2 separate regions of the Callithrix jacchus genome follow, and region 1 is linked to region 2. The links are chromatin contacts, called in public Hi-C maps. All regions are on one chromosome and are shown on one strand. Each heading gives the region's core, a stretch centred on a gene start, on an enhancer-like site or on the middle of the called end of the contact. The rest is flanking DNA. Distances are from core to core; before and after follow the strand shown.

Region 1 (3,635 bases), core at 444-2,943, 280 kb after region 2:
GTGTTTAATTCATCATTTCAACAAATCTCTCCCTGCAGCCTACTAAGCTTTTTCTTTAATTAAGTACCTGATTTACACAGCAGATTTTACTCATTTGAGGACTCAAGTCATGTCTAAACAGATTACGGGATTCAGCCCAGGCATAGTTCAGGTACATTGTAAATGTAATCAGAATTGTACTGCAGGGTAATTCAGTTTTAGACATCCATCTCTAAAAACGTCTTCTGTCTGAAAATGGAGACTTTTATAACCAATTTCTGGTTATTCAGAGGCTATTTATCTAGTTTATTTATCTCAAGATTAGGCAGTCACCTTGTTTTTTCACTCCTTTCTAATCTCTCTGGCCATTTTGTTGCTCTAAACTCATGAGTAAGATAAGGAGAAGAGAAACTAATGTACATAAACTAATGGCTAAAATGAAGTGTTCATTTGCATGTTTCTTATGCTTTGTGGCTCATTCGGAGCTGTCAGAAGTGACTTATGTATAATAATATACAGTGTAATCAAATGGGTTTTCTATGTGTGAGGATACCCTTGTGTTAGATTATGGACACAATTAACAGTTCCAGGCAGATAGAATTATTTCCTCATGTTGGAAGTAGTATAGACACATGGCCTTTTATGGGAGGGGGAAAGCTCTTCTCTGTGTGCCCACTTTTCACACCTGTCTCACCCCTCTCCAGCATGACTCTCCCCTCCTGTCAGTCTTACCCACAGCCTCAGGAGTCCCTGGCCTCCTTCCTCTCCTTGACATCGCTCACACTGCTTGCTTTGCAAGCATAAGAAGTGCTGGCACCCTATGACCAGGGTAGACCACAACCAGGGTCAGGGTGCAGAAACCAGATGGAGAAATTCAAATTATGATCATGAGAACATGTTCTTCTAGGTAATGGCCATACTTTTATCTTCGTATCCTTAGAACCTAACACGGTGCCTGACATATAATATGTCTCCAGAAATATTTTGTTTTTGAATGAAAGACTATTTCAAAATTACAAAGTCATAGGAGGAATCATTTAATTTATCTTTCTGCTTTTATAGATGAAAAAAGTGAGGCCTAGATTCAGAGCAACTATTTAAGTTCCTCTGACATAGCTGATTATGCTTTAGACCATACAAAGAAGTAAGTGAATATGATAAACAATTCCAGCCTTCTAGGAGTCCAAAGTTAAGTAAAGTCCAGCAGCCATTTATCTAGCAGGGATTTTTGTGGGGGTAGGAAAGGGACAGAGAGGAGGGTGTGATGTGATGGTGGTGTTTCGTTTTGCTTTTGGTGCCTGTGTTTGCTTGATACTGTGTTATGTCAGGTACAGAGTTGTATAAGGCACAGCTTTTGCCCTTAAGGAACTTGTCTAATGTAACTTGAGACAACATAATAAGAATCAGTATGTCTAAAAGCAGTATATGATTAAATGCCGGATGAGTGGTGCACTTTTATATATGCCAACTTTATAAAATGAAAAAATGCTAATGATCCATCATCAGGCAGACATGCACTTTCATTTACTATTCTAAAAGTGAGAACAGATTGGACTTGGGGAAACTCTGTGTCTGGAAGTACATTTTGATAATTATTGTCCATTTGATAGAGACACTGAAAGGGTGTCAGTGTAAACACTGGCCATGTGAAGATTGAGCCTGTTGGTGGTTTCTTTTGTATCATAGGACGCCATGTCACCAACTAGGGAATTCTGCCCAATCAGTTGAGTAGAATAGTGTTGACCTATTGTGAAATTACTTGTGTGTGTGTGCTTGTCAGAATTTATGAATCCTAGAATTTTTTTTTAACTGGAAGAAGACCCCCAAGATCATCTGCTTCAACCCCTTCCTTCCTTTCTTTTCCAGGGAGGTTGTACTTTACTTGAGCTGTGAGCAGCTCATTCTTATTAAAGAGTATGCCACATTCTTTCATAAGTTGTAGCCTATTTTTGTCTGTTTTGAATTGCCTTTTTTCTAAGCTCTAGCACAAAGTTCACCAGGTATTAAGTGAATGTCTTCTCTTTGCAATAGTTTAGGGAATACTTGAGTATGGAAGGAGGTAATAGAAATATGGGGAGGGAGATGGTGAACTGATGTTTCTAGTGGGATTAGTGGAAATACCGAGGACCAAGAATTAAGGTGCATTTCAGCTCTCCCTTTTGTCTGCTTTTTATTTATGATGGTATTACATTGCCTGCAAACAGCCATGATGAATATTTTCATTTTTATTAATAGTAATATGGGGCATGAATAGATTTCGTGATATATTTAGATACACAAAGGCTGTGAAGAAAATGACATTTAGTATGTAATTTTTACCCTGCTCTCAAGGTGTGTGTTTTTAGGTACTTACCTTCAAAAGGTTTACAATCTGATTGGAGATTGAAGGACCTAAAGAAGTTAAGTAACAATGTCATATTCCTGTCCTTTGTGCTAAGTGAATGCTACTTACTGTTTTTCCAGTGTCTAGAATAGTGCCAGGCCTATAGCTGATTTTCAGTAAGTATTGGTTATATAGATAAATTGAAGGTACTGACAGTAAGCATGGGAGGATCTCTGAGGGCTGTGGCATTTGGAGAAGGCTTGGGATCTTGTACAGTGCAAAGCATAAGTAACTTTATTCTCATTTTGTGTTTCCAACTCCTTCAACCTCAGCATGTTCTCCCCACCATCTCCTCACACCCCAAAGCAGTCCCTCTGTTTTGCTAAGTGTTTTTTTCTCTGGAAGCAAGCCTGATCTCTCTCACATTTATTTTGCCACTGCTTGGGGCACCTTGTTTTCTTATCTCTACCTCTCGTCTTTCCCACAACATTGCTGTTCCTCTTGAAGGATTTAGAAGGATCATCTTTTGGTTTCTAAGGCAGCTATGTTTTCTTAGGTCCTTCTCTCCAGGGAATATTGTAGAAGGTAAGGCATTTTCTGTGGAAGAACTGAGTTCAGAAAAAGTTCAGAAACATATTCTATGATTATTAATTGGAAAACAGTAGGATAGGTGATACCTTAGAATAACACAGCAATTTTTAAAAATTATTTATTTATTTAGAGACGGATCTCTCTCTATCACCCAGGCTGGAATGTAGTGGTATGATCTCAGCTCACTGCAGCCTCTGCCTCCCAGGTTCCAGCGATTCTCCTGCCTCAGCCTCCCTAGTTGCTGGGATTACAAATGTGTGCCACCATGCCTGGATAATTTTTGTATTTTTAGTAGAGACGGGGTTTCGCCATGTTGGCCAGGCTGGTCTCAAACTCCTGACCTCAGGTGATCCACCCACCTTGACTTCCCAAAGTGCTGGGATTAGAGGCGTGAGCCACTGCACCTGGCCTAAGAGCAATTTCTGAGCTACGTTTTCAGGTTGTCATAACTACATTCTAATTGACTGCACATTTTTAAACACAAATTAAACTAGTTATGTTCTCCACCCTCCTCAATTTTGGCAGTATAAAGGCCTGTTTCACAGAGAAGAACACATAAACAAGTGAGCACAAGGAAGCTTGTGTGAATGAAGCTCTGCTGTACAGCTTAGTGATTTTCTTTGATTTAAGATGTAGCTCTTAGCAATTTCAAATAGTTTGTGTTCTCTGAAGGAAAAGTCCAGTCTGTTTAACTGTGTTTAGCAAAAACTAATTATGGTTTTCTGATGGGAAATAGGTTCTC
Region 2 (3,637 bases), core at 347-2,846:
GATCCAGCCCTTTCAGCCTCTCGTTTCCTTCTGTAGTGTGCAAGTGAATACTGAAGCTTTTCTGCCTAAGGGAAAAGAATACTTGCTGGGCATGGTGGCTTATGATTGTAATCCCAGCACTTTTAATCCCTTCCACCTTTCTAATTCCAAAATGGGAGTATTGCTTAAGCTCAGGAGTTGGAGACCAAACTGGGCAACATGGCAAAAGTTTGTTTCTACAAAAATTACAAAAATTAGCTGTCCCAGTTACTTAGGAGGCTGAGGTGGGAGGATCACTTGAGCCTGGGAGGTCAAGGCTGCAGTGAGCTTGATCATGCTACTGCACTTGATCAGCCTGTGTGACAGAGTGAGATCTTGTCAAAACAAAACAATAAAGCAATATATATTCATTGTGTAATAGGATTATAGGCATGTGCCACCACACCCGACTAATTTTTGTATTTTTAGTAGAGACAGGGTTTCACCGTGTTGGCCAGGCTGGTCTCAAACTCCTGACTTCATGTGATCCACCCGCCTGGGCCTCCCAAAGTGCTGGGATTACAGGCGTGAGCCACTGCGGCCAGCCCAAATACTAATTTTATAATCACCCTCAATCTTGATATTCAAGTTTTTGATGTATATCTTTGGAGTTTTTAAAAAACCGTGTGCACACACATGCATCTTCACAGAAATGGACCTTGTTATTATACATGCTGCACTGTAACCTGCTTATTTGCTTAAATAGAATGGCGTCTTTAACATATGGAAAATTTTTACCCAAAATGATTTTTCATGGCTGCATAGAATACCATTTATTTAACCAAGCGGTAGACAGACTATTCACAAGTTTTGCTATTATGAACAAGTAGGGATAAGCACGCACATTACAAATTCTGCTCAGTTTCCAAACTGTCTCCTTGTATGGACCCCGCAAGTGAAACTGTCAGGTCCCAGGGCGCTCCCCTGTGGTTGTCAGATTTCCCTCCTGTAAAGTCGATGAGTAACCCCAACCGACACGCAGTCCTGTCCACACTGCTCTTGGAAGGCCAAACCAGGCGACTCTGTGGCCCAGAGAGAACCAGAAGAGGGGATGCGTGGGGTGCACCGCAAGCCATTGAGTCTGTGGACCCACCTAGGCGGAGAGAGACTAGCACGCGTGAGGGTGGACCTCGGCATCCTAGACATTCCTCTTCGTGCCGTGGATGCATGAGGTTCCGTCCCTGAACCTCGGCTTCCCTATCTGCGGAATGGGGATGGAATGTCATGCTGATGGGGATGCGTGGACGCGGCGCCCTCGGGGGTGCACAGAACGAAGGCTGGCCTGCAGGAGCGACCCTCGGGGGCTGTTGGGGACGGAAGACGGGACAGCCTGGCTCGCAGGCTTGGCGCAGCCGCCAGCCAGCCTCTTCCCGGAGTGGCTCCTCCCCGGAGTGGCAGTGCGGGGAGAGTGGCTCGGAGCCCGCAGGGGGCGCCACGAAACCACCGCGAGAGCGGCCGCGGCGCGGGGCGGGGGCCGCATGGGCTATACCCGAGCGCGGGGTACCCCGGGCCACCCTGAAGCTGGACCGCCGGGGCTACCCCGGGCTACCCTGGAGCTGCGCCGTTCCCAGCCCGCGAGTCAAGTCCGGCGCCCGGGAGGTCCTTGAATTCCGGGGGATTCTTTCTCCGCAAAACCAAAAACGCCAACCACTTAACAGATCCGTGCTAGGAGGCCCTGGCTCAGTGGTTCCACCCGAACCCTTCGGCCCAGCTGCCGCTGTGCGCCTCCCAGGCTCCCAGACTTTAAACTTGCAAACCTCAGCCCTGAGGTGACCGCCTCCGGGCAGCCTTCCCCGACTACTCCAGGACTCGGGGGGCGTGGCTCCCCAGCAGGTCTGGTTCCGCCCGCGTGCGGGCCTCTTCCACGCTGGGCGGTCTTTGAGGATGGGGCTTGGCCTCCCTACCCGGCCTCGAACCCCTCAGCGTCGCACCCCAGAGCCACTCTGACACTTGGCCAATGCTTATAAGTGAGGGAGCCACCTCTTCTCCCTGCGTGGTACAGACGAGGGTCGGCAGGAAGGGGCCTTGCTCCATCCCCAACCTTAAGCTCCGCTGAGATGAAGGAACCCAGAGCAGGCTTGGCGCTGGGCAGACGACTGTCCCAGGCGGGGAGGAGAGCTCTGGATCTGTGTGGGAGTTTGTGCAGCGTGTCAGCGGCGGCCTGTGGATGCCTGCAGGTGTTTGTGCATGTGTAAGCCTGTGTGTGTATATATTTGTGGGAAAGCATCTTCTAAATTAGGATGTATCTGTATGGGCTAAATGGTCAAGTCCAATTAAAAGTGATTTCAGGGCCGGGCTCGGTGGCTCAAGCCTGTAATCCCAGCACTTTGGGAGGCTGAGGCGGGTGGATCACGAGGTCAAGAGATCGAGACCATCCTGGTCAACATGGTGAAACCCCGTCTCTACTAAAAATACAAAAATTAGCTGGGCATGGTGGCGCGTGCCTGTAATCCCAGCTACTCAGGAGGCTGAGGCAGGAGAATTGCCTGAACCCAGGAGGCGGAGGTTGCAGTGAGCCGAGATCTCGCCATTGCACTCCAGCTTGGGTAACAAGAGCGAAACTCCGTCTCAGAAACAAAACAAAACAAAACAAAAGTGATTTCAATACTTCTTACTTGATGGTGTAAGTGCAATAGCCAAGGAATTCAGTCCAGAAGCTCACATTTGAGGGTTGGGGATTGGTGCCGTATTTGTTACAACAGGTGTCTTAACCTTGGGCAAATCTCTTCCTCATGGTCTTTGTTGTCTCTGGTTTGTTTGTTTGTTTTTCTGGTTTGTTAAATGACCTTTTTTTTTTCTTTGAGACACGGGTCTCACTTTGTTGCCCAGGCTGGAGTGCAGTGGTGCAATCACTGCTCACTGCAGCCTCACCTATTGGGCTCAAGCGATCCTCCCACCTCAGCCTCCTGAGAAGCTGGGACCACAGGAAGGTGCCACTAAATGATGATTGTTATTTATTTATTATTATTATTTTTGGAGATGGAATCTCAATCTGTCCCCAGGCTGGCGTCCAGTGATGCTATCTCAGCTCACTGCAACCTCTGCCTCCTGGGTTCAAACAATTCTCCTGCTTCAGCCTCCCAAGTAGCTGGGACTACAGGCACATGCAGGCATGCTACGCTATTTTTTTTTTTGTATTTTAGTAGAGACAGGGTTTCACTGTGTTGACCAGGCTGATCTCAAGCTCCTGAGCTCAGGCAATCTGCCTGCCCCGGCCTCCCAAAGTGCTGGGATTACAGGTGTGAACCACCTCGCCTGGCCTAAATGATTGTTTTTAAAGGAAGAAATCATGCCTGTCATACAAATATAAAATGAACAAATGTCAAAGATTTTATTTAACTCATTAGTTAATGAAGGAACCGGTAATGTGTTAATGGCTGATTTGAAGGACAACATGAAGACCAGATACACACCCTGGCATCAGAAATAACGAAATAACTGTTAACTGATACAAAACTGGCTTCATCCACAGTGTGTGTGTGTGTTTGGGGTGGGGGAAGGATCACTTGTATCTCCACCTGACAAAACTTGTTTGCATTGCCATGGACAATAATAATTTGCCTTATTTTCAGTTTTCTACAGTTTACAGATTCAAAGACAATGAAAAGTGGAGACTGCC

The links. Hi-C and Micro-C count contacts between places; a contact is called where the count stands out from the background.
Region 1: a contact with region 2 is called in a Hi-C map of skeletal muscle, with 9 times the contacts expected there. The contact joins two enhancer-like sites. A contact is called at or near these places in 3 of 3 Hi-C or Micro-C datasets (induced pluripotent stem cells and skeletal muscle).

Annotation. Positions count from the first base shown.
Region 1 is chr8:19,982,903-19,986,537 of calJac240_pri, forward strand. All of the region lies in intron 1 of NEO1 (neogenin 1), which reads left to right. Among named protein-coding and RNA genes, the nearest start is that of NEO1, 24 kb to the left of the region's middle. Within about 2 kb of position 1,694, at least 2 of the 16 cell types and tissues checked have an H3K27ac peak or open chromatin away from gene starts, as enhancers often do. A contact at or near this core is called in skeletal muscle, where this site is marked.
Region 2 is chr8:19,703,690-19,707,326 of calJac240_pri, forward strand. The region is part of intron 1 of LOC103795568 (a long non-coding RNA gene); the gene reads left to right. Among named protein-coding and RNA genes, the nearest start is that of ADPGK, 14 kb to the left of the region's middle. Within about 2 kb of position 1,597, at least 6 of the 16 cell types and tissues checked have an H3K27ac peak or open chromatin away from gene starts, as enhancers often do. A contact at or near this core is called in skeletal muscle, where this site is marked.